Regions from separate parts of the Mus musculus genome. Here region 2 is linked to region 1. A link is a contact called in public Micro-C data. All regions are on one chromosome and are shown on one strand. The core of a region is the stretch at or near the end of the contact, and the rest is flanking DNA. Distances in the headings are between cores, read along the strand shown.

Region 1 (7,073 bases), core at 1,504-4,003:
GTGGGAGGGGGGGGTTTAATACAGTTAGTATATAAATAAAATATATGCATTTCCAATTTAAAAAGCAGGCTTAGTTTGACAGCGATAGCTAAGTTTTTGAAACACCCCTTTTCATTTCGATATGCTATAACATTGTTCTTTTTTAAAGTTTGTAAATCAAACTTACAGTTTCTTTCTTTCATTGCTTTAAAAAAAAAAAAAAAAAACCAAAAACCAAAAAACAACCTTTCAGCTACCTTCAAGGGCTGATTTTACTTGAGCCACTTTGCTTTCACGGGCTTGGAATTTTCTTTAGCCCCTTTGGCTGGGCATGTTCGTGGGAGCACGGAATTTGGGGGAAGAAAAAAACAGGGAAAAGAAAAAGGCTTCCTAAAACTGCGGTGGCTCTCTGGAGGATTACTACCCTGCCAGGCTCGACTCGGCTCGGCAGGGCTCCCCTTGCCGCCTGGGGCTTCTGGTGAAGTTGGTGGGCGGCTCCTTTGAGTGGGACTCACCGAGGTCTGGGCACCGAGATTTAGGCCAGGGACAGGTTTCGTTTCGGGGACCCTCTTTCTTTTAGAAGCCCTTAGGCTTCCCTGGCCGTGGGTTTGCGACTCTTGGGGCGTTGTGGGGTCAAGGGGGTAGGCTACCAAGCAAGTGGACAGCAGCCCAGTCTCCAGCGCTACTCTCAGATTCAATCTCCACTGGCCCAGCTCAAGGCCAGGATTTAGAGAATTGCCTCGAGCGCGTTTCCCGAAACCGAATTTAGTTTGGCCCTCTGGCGCCGCCGTACAGTCAATACTTCTTAAGGGGGACTAGTGGCTCAGGCAACCGGTGGAAGCCGAGTCCTTGGGGTCCTGGGGAACTGGAGGGAAAGCCCCGGTGCACAGAAGGGACAAGAGATGCCGCCGGCTCAAGGGGCATCTCTGGCCGGAAGGCCGGAGAGGACTGGTTCATATTTTCTCCTTTGAGGTTCCAGGGGCTGACAGAAGCCGGACGCGGCAGGCACCTCGCCGGGGCCGCGGCCCCTGCCCACGTGCTATTTTTTTTTTTTTTTTAAGGAGGTCCGCGCCCATGCCGAATGGCCAAGACAAAAGCGCGGCCGGCAGCGGGGTTTTGGCGGGCAGTCACCGCGCCACCTTAAACAAGTAAAGCTGCGCGAGCCGAAAGGCTAGGGCCGCGGGAGTCCGCAAAAGTTTGTGGCTCCTAAGCCTTAGAAGGACCAGCTAGGGACTCATCGGCGCGGCCTCGCTCGGGGCGGAGAGGCTAGGTCCCCACGGCTCAGCTCTGCTCGCGCCGAACTCGGTCCTCAGCCGCTGAGGGTCTTCGGGAGCCCCAGTGCTGCAACCCGAGGGGCGCGCAGCTTCAGCGCCCCGGCCGGCACAGTGTTCTGGCCTCCGGGCAGCTCGGGCTGCGCCGCTCGCAACGTAGCCCGCGTGGCGAGAGTGGCAGGGATGCAGCCTGCCTTGTGCCCACGGAGCAACCCTTTCTCCAGTGCCGGACCCACAGCCAGCCGGACGGGCGGAGTCTCGCTCCAGGCGTTCGGGACACCCGGGCTATTGTTCCGGACCCGCGGCCGCACGGGATTTGAGGGAGAAGTGGCCTTCCCCAAACGCGGCCGGGAGCGCTTCGGGCCGGGCCGGTCGGCTCCGAGCAGATGGGGAGCTCGCTCGCACCGAGAAAAGTTGCTCCGAGGGGCGGAGGCGGTGGGTGGTGGGCGGAGGCGGTGGGTGGGGGAGGCGATCGCCCTCCTATCTCCAAAGTCGAAAGTACTCGGCGGCGCAATTAACAGAGCCCGGAGACGAGGCAGCCTCTGCCGCCTCCCGAGCGCCAGCCTGCGCCTCTGCGGCGAGCCGCGACACGGAGCGCCCGCCTAGTCGCCGCAGCCTGCGCGCCGGGACGAGTGCGCCTAGGGGCTGGGCGAGGCGGCTGCGCCCTGGACTTGCTACAAGGAGGAGGACCAGACCCTGGGCCCTGGCGTTCGTCAGCGCTTAGACGCACCCATTCGTCGGCCGTGGCCACCGCCTCGCGCCACACTCAGTCCTCAGCCATCCGTCCTTCGTCGCCCGGTGCATGAGGTCCTTGCCACCCCGCTCCCACCTCCGACTCCCCCCTTCCTCCTTTTTCCCTGACTCCCACCCCCTCGCCTATCCCTGTGCCTCCTCCGCAGCCCGGCTCCTTGGGTCGCCGTGCTCACAGCGATTGATTGATTGATGTTTAATTTCCTGCCAGGCGGGGCCCCCCTCCCCCCGCAACCTCCCCAGCCCTCCTCCCCGCCCCCCACTCCCCTCCTTCATTGCGGTGGACCAGTCTGGCTTGGGTTTAGATCCGTCCCCCCCATTCCCATCCCGAAATAACCCAGAGACATCCCCTACCCCCACCCCAAATTATTATTTTGAAGGCGCTAGATCTGGGGACCGAAAGGGGGAGGGGGAGAAATCGGAAACCGAGGACAACCCAAAAGGACTCACTTTGCCTGATGACTCAACGCAACTAATAATCATCTCCCTCTCAGTGTCTTTCTCTCTGCGGCTTGTCAGTGAGTCCGGCTCTGGCTTCTGGCAGAGGCAGCCGCGAGGGGAGAGGTTGGAGGTGACAGCTTGTGCGGCCGCCGCGTTTTCTCTTGCGCGCGGTCCGGGGTCTCCGCACCTTCCCCGCTCTTGGTGGCAACGTCCCCGCGACTCTGGCCGCGCCTCCTCTGGAGCTAGCGGCTGTAGGAGCCAGCAGCCGCCGCAGCCTCCCAGTCCTCAGCCCTTTCTCTCCAGAACCGGTCTTCTACCCGAAGGTGTGAAAGGCTCTTTCAGCCCCCTCTCCCCCCCCCCTCCTCCGCCGTCCCCTCCCCCGCTCGCTCTGGTGCCCCTTTGGAGGAGTCCTCCTTTCCCTCTCCTCCTCCTCCCTCACTGCCCCCCGCCCCCATCATCATAACAACCATCTCCGAACCAGAAGAAGACACCCTGACCCAGGACCTTAAACGCTAGGACCGGGGAAGAGGAAAAGGAAAGGGGAAGGAGGAAAGAGAAAGGAAGACTAGGACAACACTACAATTCACCAAAAACTTTCCACCCTGGATTCTCTACTTTTGCTCCATGGACAGAGCCCCAGCCAGCCAAGTTTCAGACAGACCGTGAGCAGTAAGTACGCTGGGCGAGGGCTCCCACGCGGCGCCTGTAGTTCGGGAAGCCCTGGGCGCGCTAAGTTCCCCGGCTGTTCTGGGGCTCTGGCTCTCACGCGCGCTTAGGCGAAGCCGGGAAGTGCGGTGGAGCCTTCACTGGCAACCCCTCCGAGCACTCCCTACATCTTTCGCATTCTTCTTAACTCCTCTCTGTCCCCCACCACCACCTCGTCTGGACTCGTGGCGACTAGGCTTCTCCCGCGTCCAAAGCGCTCTTAGAGGATTCTCAGAGCCCCTGGTGTATTAGGGGTTCCTTTCATGGGTTTCAGTGACAATGTGGGCGCCGTTTCATCAGGTGTTTTCCCTTCTTCCGGGTCACTCCTCCAAAATTGAAGAGTATGGAGCACTGCTCGCCTAGGGACCTCGAGAAAAACTTTCCAGATTTAGAAATTAGGATTAATGAAGCCTGCTCCTGTACCTAAGAATCAAGATTTCTTTCTCTTATGTTGTACGCTTAATGGCTTAAAAAACAACAACCACATCCAGGATACGATGAAGATAAGAATGCTCCCAAATAATAATTGTGATCCTGGGATGGAGGGTAGCCTTTCCAAATCTCAGAGTGTTTTGGGATGCTCGCTCACGTGAAATTATAGTTAATTTTTTTGTGTGCAAAGGTGTGTGTTTGTGTACACAAGTGTACTTGGTCCATAAAGGTAAAAGGTGGGGATTCCATGGATCCATTGATCCAGCTTGGCCATCCACAGCGCATTTATCAAGCAATTAATTTGCTTAAGGACCCGTGTAAGTCCTTGCTCCCTCCCTGGCCTGGTGGGACCTCTCGCCCATAAGTACGCTCCTTTCAAAACCCTGACACCCCAAGTGGGGCTTATGGTGGTGGTGGCTCTTTATCAAAGAGAGGATAATGCCAGCGCTGCCCGCAATGAATGGGGTACTGCTTAAAGGCTTCGAGGTCCGACTCTGTCCACACAACTGAGGGCTAACTCTTGGGACCTGAGACAGAGCAGGTCTTAGTACCTCAAGTTCTGGGCAGCTTTGGGACCTCCAGTGTTTGTTTGGTTGGGACTTGCTTTCCCGGGACCCTTCGGTACCCTTCTGCAGCGTGGGAGGAAGTTTGTGTGGCTGCGGTGCAGTGCTCTGCCACTGGCCTGATCGTCTATCACGTGTGTGAGCGGTTTTCCCTCTTTTTTTTTTCCCTCCCCCTTTCCTCCCCTCCGCCCCCTCCCTAGGTCCCTGCGCGTTTTATTGCGACCTGCCGGTGGGAACTTTGTCTCCAAATCGGAGCAGCATGGAGCGGCGGAGCGAGAGCCCGTGTCTTCGGGACAGCCCCGACCGAAGAAGCGGCAGCCCCGACGTCAAGGGGCCTCCCCCGGTGAAGGTGGCCCGGCTGGAGCAGAACGGCAGCCCCATGGGAGCCCGCGGGAGGCCCAACGGCGCCGTGGCCAAGGCCGTGGGAGGTAACAGCCCGGAGCTGGGAGGTGCGCGCAGCGGAGGCCCAGTGATAATGGCCTGGGTGTCAGGGTTCAGGTTGATTAGGCGCTGTTTCGGTGTAGGATTACAGGAAGTCAAATCCAGGTTGCCAAATAGTGCCCTAGTTGCCTCTCCGCAACTGGTAGTAGCTTCATCTCGAGTTAAAACAAGAAAGTGGTTTACCCAGAGGGTGGCATTTTTTGGGCACTTTGCCACTCTGTGCTGAGGTGTTGGCAGGTCTGTGTCACAGCCAGCTAACTGTTTCTAGATTTTCCTAGAGAGCTCTTTAGTGTTTTAACTCCTTTGCCTTGCCTCGGATCTGTTTTAGGGCTGAAGCTTGTATGCCTTGGTTGTAGTGGGACAGAGACCTAGGATCTGGCTAGAGTCGAAGCAGTGACTCTGGTGTTCTTCTGTAGCTGGGACAGGGTTGAGACAAATGAGTGACAGCTAGGACTGTGTCCTGCAGAAGTTCTAGGGGAAAAAACCGAAGGATCACCGTGAATCCATTATGTCCTTAGAGGATTTGATGCTGTTTTGCCTGCAGAGTTTAGACGGAGCCGGTTATAACTTTGATAGGAATTAGAGAATTGGGTGAAAAACAGCAAGCAACTCTATATGCTGCCTGCTGCTTCCCTACCCAAGAATTAAATATTATTTTAAAGGAAGACTTTTATGTTTCAGTACATCTACACATAACTTTCTTCAATAGTGTTTAGTAATCTTACAAAATAAGACCAGAGAGGAATTTAAATACTGTATTTTGGGTTTGCAGGGCAGTCAACTAGCTGTTTCGTACATATGAAATGTACAACTTTACACAGCATTCAGACTGTTTTGTTTGGGATAAATTATTCCTTTAATTGTACTATGCCTGAGATACCCCCTCACCCCAGTGGCTTTCAACAGCAGTAAGTTTAATGTAATTCTTAAACTTGGTGATAAAGTCCCACCTCCCATTCCCCCATCCCTTATGTCCCTGTTTGTGGTGACCATCAAATTTTGGAATACATGCTTAGTTTGAAATGTCTCCACACACCTAAGAAGATGACACTTTTCTGTTTTTAATGTTATTACTATTTTTCTTGGTGGTAGTCATTAAACACAGCTTAGCTTGCCTCAATCCTTTAAATTGGCCATTTGTCCCGAGAAGCAGCCTTCCTCTCAATTTTTCAAGTTTTGAAAACATGTTTTGGCTTCTGTATAGTCCCATTTAGAGATGTGAAAACATACTTTTAATGAGACAAAAAGAAATGAAAAAGAAACGAGCATGCAAACAAATCTGGCAACTGCATGGCTAACTTTTCAAGAGTGGGGTTCATGAGTATATTGCCCCAAGACCAGAACAATGACCCGAGCCTCACTTTATGGACACCTCTATGCACACAATGGAGGGAAATCCATCAGAGATATGGTAAAACCAAGCTTCGATCCTGACTGTACAGGCTGCTAATGTCTGGTGAGGACATTTTTGGAAATCCTTGGAAAACACATATTCTGGAAGTCACCTTTTATATAAGAAAAATCGTGGACTTAGTAATTTTTGTTTCCCTTTGTTAATACAGTGCAGTTCAGCTGCACGCTCTAAGTTCGCTGAGTTCTTTAGACAGTTTAGAGTGTAACTATCAAGAATCCTTCAACAAAGCTGGCTTCTTTTTCTTTCATGTCATATTGAACTAGGAAAGAAGTTGCCTCAGTCTGTTGATTCTGGGTCCCTTTAGTATGGAACCCAGAATCTGCTCCTTTGCAGATTTTCTGAAATTACAATTTGCTTTTGACCACTGATTCTAAATTTGCTACAGATAAAATTAATGCCTTTCTGAAGAATAATAGATTTCAGTAAACTTCTCTAGTCAGCACCTTGGAGGCTTAATTTAATTTGGAAACAGTGGGTCCTATTAGATGCCTCCCAAGCTGGAAGTAAGATAACAGCATTTGCCTTAATGCACAACATTTGTAGTGCTTAATAGTAAAGGGTATATGGTGGATTTGTATATGGTGGGTTTATAAATATTCTTTTTAAAAAGCTTTAATTCTCTTATATTTTTAGTGGTAAGCCTAGCCTTTAATGGCTGAGCCATCATCTCTCCAGCATAAAGCTTTAATTCTCTACAGCATAATAGATTCTTTGGAATCTATCTACTTTAAATAAACTAATTTAGAAACCTTCAAAATATAACTTAGAATATCAAATTTTGCAGTGCAATGCTTTTTTGTATTGACTGTTAATAATTATTTTGTTGGCTTCAGTCTATAAAGTTCCCAAGTGTAAGATGTTAATAATTTTATTTCTTTATAACTTCTAATCATGTATGTAGACTGGAAGAAAGCCAAGCCTTTTAAAAATGTATATTTTAAATTAAAAAAAATGTTCAAAGTATATTTCTAGTTAGAAATTCTTGTAATTGAAATGTTTTCTTTTAACATAGGATAAGTATAAAGTAGGTTGTATTTCCACCATTGTACATCTCTTGTTGAATATTCTTTGTAAAAC
Region 2 (6,142 bases), core at 339-2,838, about 21 Mb before region 1:
GGGCCAACAGCTTCTGGACTCTCTCTCCACTGTGAGCTCTAATGCTCCTCCCCAAATGTGGGTGGGTGGGGGTGGGGTGTCCAGACATTTTCTGGAGTCCCCAGAGGCCCGTCTCGCCTGCTCCCAGGGTCGATAAGCCCTTTTGACTTCAGGGGGAGCAAAGAGCTACCCAGCTTTCTCCACTGGGAGTGAACTCTTAAAGGGCCAGCTCAGGGACTTTGAACAACTACACGCACGCCCCCCCCCCTTGAGTTTGCCTTAATTAGGGGGTGGGCAAGTAGGATTGGGGGCCTGAGTTCACATCAAAACTGTCAAAGGAGATGGGGGGGGGGAGGACATGGAGAGAGGGTTGGAGGATTCAGGGGCAGGAAAAATTCAAATATCATAAAAAGAAAAGGGAACTTGAAGCCCAGAAGTCATTGTTTCCTTTATTTCAAAGGGGAAAAAACCTGCCTGATTCTCATCCTTTTGATTGATTAAGGCCCTGAATACCTCTCGGCCCCAGAGTGACAGTCCCTGAATAGACTTGAGGGAATAAAGAGCAGCGCAGAACGTGGGGCTGGCACGGGAGGGGGGTGTAAGGGAGGAGTGTTCGCTGGCACTTACCAAGTTATAAATAAAAGGCTAGGCACAATGGTACCTTCTCTAAGGACAGACAGTCTTTACAACACTCCTGGCGTCATATCCTGCTGGGGACACTTCAGCTCCTAGCCAAGACGTTGCTTCTTTTATTTTTCCAGCAGTTTAGTCTGAATGCCATAATAAATTCCTGAGAACAAACGCTGCACCCGGGCAAAACCTCAACATATAGATGCAAGTGCATCGGGGATGAATGTGTACGTGGAGATTTAAAGTCCCCGCTTCTCAGAAGGGTTTTTAAACCAAGAAAAGGAGCTGGCTTCCCCATTGCTTGCAACTTGGAGCCCAGGGGAGGCCTAACCTCTTCAGTCTCTGTCATGGCTATGCCACCTGTCTTTCATTCCCAGCCTAAGAAAGACAAAAGGACCTTCTGGGCACATCTTGGACTCTTCCTGAGAGATGCCTTTCTGGGAGGCTCACATAGGGAGCTCAGGCCCAGAGGCAGACCAGAGAAAGGAAAAGGAAACACATCCGGAATTCTCTGTGCCCCTTTCCAAATTTGCTCCACCGCCATCTCCGTATTAGTAATCCCGAAGCGAAATCCACAGGTGAAAAGCAGGGGCAGACAGAGGAAATAAGGGGCGGATATAGCAAGGTTTCCAGAGAAAGGCGGAAAGAGATTAGGACAGAGTAATAGAAAACCAAGATGATCAAGGCTGAATCTCATGTAGAGGGACAGGGACACCGCGAGCCTTTTTCCATCCTCACTGGCTCTTGCCACCCAAGCTGCCTCTCCTAGTTTCAACCTGTCCACCCTTCTCTTGAGAAAGGGACACAGAGCTAGTCCCCCTCTGGGTCGGCGGAGGCCTGGGGACCGTCAGGGATGGGAAGAGAAAGTAGCTTCTGTCGCCCAATCAGCGCGTGTCTTTGCCACCCGGGACGGTCTCCTCCTCGGCCAATCGCAGCTCAGGGCTCCTGATCAAGCTTTGGGTGAAAGAACTAATAAATGCTCCCTAGTCCGGATCCCTGCACTCGGTGTCACGACGGGAGGAGACTTGGGACGTGTTCCTGCCTCGTCACCACCCTCCCTCACCCGATCTTCGCGGTGCAGTGAGCACCTTTGCCAGTAGCCCCAGCTGAGGGGCCGATCTGCTAGACTCGCACCAAACTCGTCCGCCCTGGGCTTGGGATCCTGCACTCAAGGGACTCCTCTGGAGCCTGTGGACTTGGATCTATTAGCGCCCCCCTCCCCGCGCCCCGCCTCCCTCTCTGGCCTTTTTTGGGGGAGGAGCTCTCCGAGATCCGGAGAGTTCCCGAGGGTCACCCGCCGCACTGTGCTCGCTTTTTCGTCTCGCCTTCACCTGGATATAATTTGCGAGCGAAGCTGCCCCCAGGATGACCACGCTGGCCGGCGCTGTGCCCAGGATGATGCGGCCCGGCCCGGGGCAGAATTACCCACGCAGCGGCTTCCCGCTGGAAGGTATGTTAGGGCCTCAGCTCGTCCGGATCCCCGGGCCTGGGATTGGCTGCCGCACCCCAATCCTGGTCTCCAGGGCCTCCACTCGTGCCTTACCGGGAGCCTCTTCCCGTGGTACTTCTCAACCCAAGAAGCAAAAGTGGGGAGGGGGTTCTCGTGGAGAGCGGGAGAAGCCCCATTTCACGTTCTGGCTGCAAACGGAGTGCTAAGCTCACTACAAGCTCTCGGAGCTTGCCTGGCCTGCTCCTGCCGGCTCCACTTTGCCCTGTTGTTTCGGAATTGCTGCCGTGAGAAAGGTGAACAAGCTTCGCAGCGCCGGAAGCAAGTTCTCTTTCTGTTCACCTAAAGTTGCTACGAAATTGTGCGGGCTGCGTTCACTTTTGAATAACTACTATTAGTTCGGCAAGAATTTTCCTGCTGTGAAAAATTCTGGTGGCCCTTCCTAGTTGAAAAGTTTTAGCATTGATTAGCAAATTCCACTCAACTCAAGTGGCATCTCGAAGTTTCTAAAATGGTTGGCAATGCCTTTCGGTTTGCTTAAAGGTGCTGGGAAATTTCGGGGAGGTAGAAATTACTGCAAACCCGAACCCGACCAAATAATTTGGGAAGTAAAAGCAGGAGACTGGGGTTCTGGAGGAGCCCTTCGACCTCGATCCAGAGTAAAACGTGACGTGCAAGGGCGGTCATTTCGGCAGTGGTGTCCACAGCTAGGCTCGCTGCCATTTTTATTTTTTAAGTGTAACAGGTGATACCTGCTGTCACCTGTGTCTCCTTTCGGGAGCCTCCCCAACCCTTGCCTACTATACCCTTATCGGGACCTCTGCCTTCTCAGGACTTTGAGGCAGTTATCGCAAGACATTTTAGACATCAGTCCTAGGTCTCCCTCCAACTTGCAGCACAGCCCCCCTCCCCCAAATAAAAGAGAAAATACAGTTTCTCTACAGCCAGTTACCTCATTCCGATCGCTCAATTTCCAAAAGATTATATGACCTTGCATCGGGTAATTATTTGAATAAATAGAACCTTAAGGGTCCGGGACTGGGAGCCCAGAGCTTGGTGGTTTGTGTTTTAACTGTCACAGGCAAATTGGCCAGAAGGATGCAGAATTAGGTTCTTTTTGCTGCTTTCTATTCTTCCTAAATGACTTTCTCGGGCTCTCTCCTTTCGCCATCTCTTCCCAGTGTCCACCCCTCTTGGCCAGGGCCGAGTCAACCAGCTCGGAGGAGTATTTATCAACGGCAGGCCTCTGCCCAACCATATCCGCCACAAGATAGTGGAGATGGCCCACCATGGCATTCGGCCTTGCGTCATTTCTCGCCAGCTTCGCGTGTCCCATGGTTGCGTCTCTAAGATCCTGTGCAGGTACCAGGAGACAGGCTCCATCCGACCTGGTGCCATCGGCGGCAGCAAACCCAAGGTGAGCCCGGGACCTGGTTTCGTGGACTTAGGGCCTGTGATCCAGCGGGTCCAGAGTGGGCGCGTTCTAAAGAGAGCAAGGGACTTTCAAAGGGCGCTAGTTTTCAAATCTAGGAAGGAGTGTGTGTGTGTGTGTGTGTTTGTGTGTGTGTGTGTGTGTGTGTGTGTGTGTGTGTGTAGAACTCAGTTGTTATGGTTGGTGGTGGTCCTTCTACACTGAAAAGGGCTGGCACTTTTAGCAAAGGAAGATTAACTTTAGATTTTAATGCCTGGGAGCATTAGAGCCCTCATCAAGTTATTTCCCCGATTTCCAACTTCCCACAGAGTCTTCCCACTCACTGCACTGCCTTCCTAGTATGAAGTTAAACATCTCGGTTTAATTCTTGGATAGTTTCTTTCCCAGCTTTGAATCTCCCTCCCTTGCAAATTGTTCTCAAGAAGTCAAAAGTCAGGGCTGTTAAGATGTGTGTGTGTGTGTGTGTGTGTGTGTGTGTGTGTGTTTTAATAATAAGCCTCTTGACTCCATTAAACAAATCAATTTGGTGAGATCCTCGATTTATTTTAGTTTTCTTTGAAAAAGCAAAAAAGTTCTGCTGGCTAGGGAGTGGGAAGAGATCATACAGGGTCTGCCTTCTCTTTGGATTATTCAGAGAGGCCGGTATAATTTTTTTTTTCTAGTTGCGGCGGGTGTGTGTGTGTGTGTGTGTGTGTGTGTGTGTGCAAAATCAAATGGGCTATATGGCACACTGAAGACTCCCAAACACAATCCCTCTCCCTCCCTATTTTCTCTCCTAATCTGAGAATCTTAGGACACAGTTTTTATTTAAGTGGGTGGAAGAGTCATCCTTTCAAATTATCCATGTTTGTCTAATTGAAAACAGCATCGACGACAACAACAACACAAGAACCTGGATACATACACGTCCTTTTAAATCTCACCCAAATCTGCCCTTAGCTTAGATCTGATCTCCATGGACCTTATCTAATTTGATTTATTTATTTATTTATTTATTTATTTATTTATTTATTTATTGCTGCTTTTTCAAACGTTCTCCTTTTAGTTTCGTTTTTGTGCGGATTCCGAGAGGATTTTCTAGGTACCAGAAAGTACAATCCTCCCTCACCTCCAAGCTGTTAGATTTTTTTCCCCTTAATTTAATTTGGTTCCCGAGCATCTCTGGGCAGGTGGAGGGTCTCCAGGCCGCACCGAGTGGGATAATTTCCTGTCATCTCCTGTCTAAACGGAATTAAAGTCCTTTGGCTAAGCAGAGGGACATTCCAAGAAAATACAGGAAAGAGCATCAGAAAAGCCACGAGGTTGGGGCACCGTGTCTGACCCAGGATACTGGGTACCAACGCACTATCCGCCTATTCTCTTAAAGCAGGTGACAACGCCTGACGTGGAGAAGAAAATTGAGGAATACAAAAGAGAGAACCCGGGCATGTTTAGCTGGGAAATCAGAGACAAATTGCTCAAGGACGCTGTCTGTGATCGGAACACTGTGCCCTCAGGTACTGGGTCCATTAACTTCTCCCGGAGGCGCGACCGTCAGGCTCATACTCCAACGGGTCGTGCCAGCCATAAAATCACCCCAATTATCCATCTTGGCTATTGGGAGGCTGACCTGAAATATTTACAAGCCAGACATTCTTAGTGTTTTATGGAGCAGTGGGTGATCTGCTGGTCCCCAGGGTGGCGTCTTGGGAGATGACCTCTGAGGTTCCCCCTCCGCTCCCCCCACCCCCCACGGATTTCTGCTAAGAAGGCTGGAAGGAAATGCGGGGCGCAGACCAAAAGATTAATATTGATGTTCCCTTCTAAAGAGAAACAAATGTTTTGGTAACTTTCACTGAAGGGAGATCCAAGCGGTACCAGTGGAGAGTTGGCTGAGGAGCTAAAGGGGTGAAAAATTCGGGCCGGGCATGATTTTCCCAAGAGTTCCAGGATCCGACCAGCATCGTGGCAGCTTGGGAGAGGTCCAGGGGAAGGGAGGACCAGCGCTAGGCCTGCGCGCGGGAAGAGTTTGTTTTTAATTAAAAGGAAACTCCCTTTTTTCCCCCTCTGTAAGAACGATATATTTCAGAGCATGGATTTGTTTACCAGACTGGAATCTGGAAAAAATAAATCGGGAGAATGCATTTTTCTTTTGATTTTTACAATAGGGAATGATTCTGCAGTTGAAACTTAAACCCTTTCTATCCTCAAAACAAGTTGATTTGCAGGCGACAGGCCCTCTGTGGTTCTTCTTCCCAGGCCTTTGCGGGGGACCAGTGTCTTCAGGTGGGGAGGGGGGACGGTGAAGGGTGAAGCTGGTGGAAGAAGTCTCTTTAGAGTGTTCAGAGACAAGTAGCCAACCGATCCTCGGAGAGGGGCAGGAGGAACCTTTCTCGGTTCTGAATTGGAGGTGCGAGATCTTCAGGTTTCATCTCCAGTCTAAGTAATTAAAACCCCACGAAAGTGTGAGGGTTTTAACGTAAGATGGAGACAGAGAAAAGCAGTTTAAGACCGAGAGAAGGCAGAAGCCCCGGATGCTCACAGATGCAGAACACAGCACTGAGCCCTGCTCAAGGGTAGGGAGAGGGTTGAGTACGTTAGCTGGGCCTTTGAGGTGTCTTTTGGGATCTTTCCCCCTCCTTCCATGCTTCTCAATCGTGTGCGCTCCTCTTTTC

Evidence for each region. Hi-C and Micro-C count contacts between places; a contact is called where the count stands out from the background.
Region 2: a Micro-C map of embryonic stem cells shows a contact between it and region 1, with 30 times the contacts expected there. The contact joins the promoter of Pax3 here to the promoter of 9130024F11Rik in region 1. A contact is called at or near these places in 1 of 39 promoter capture datasets (embryonic stem cells), 7 of 484 Hi-C or Micro-C datasets (embryonic stem cells and uterus) and 1 of 115 datasets of contacts at active chromatin or transcription factors (embryonic stem cells).

Annotation. Positions count from the first base shown.
Region 1 is chr1:56,967,149-56,974,221 of GRCm38.p6, reverse strand. 9130024F11Rik (RIKEN cDNA 9130024F11 gene) reads right to left here and starts at 2,753. Exons shown (of 2, transcript NR_024326.1): 1 at 2,451-2,753. Satb2 (special AT-rich sequence binding protein 2) reads left to right here and starts at 2,888. Exons shown (of 11, transcript NM_139146.2): 1 at 2,888-3,110; 2 at 4,342-4,569. The coding sequence starts at 4,401.
Region 2 is chr1:78,192,582-78,198,723 of GRCm38.p6, reverse strand. Pax3 (paired box 3) reads left to right here and starts at 1,588. Exons shown (of 8, transcript NM_008781.4): 1 at 1,588-2,059; 2 at 3,238-3,473; 3 at 4,855-4,984. The coding sequence starts at 1,975. RefSeq lists cis regulatory regions at 259-481, 637-869, an enhancer at 259-869 and a promoter at 34-2,024.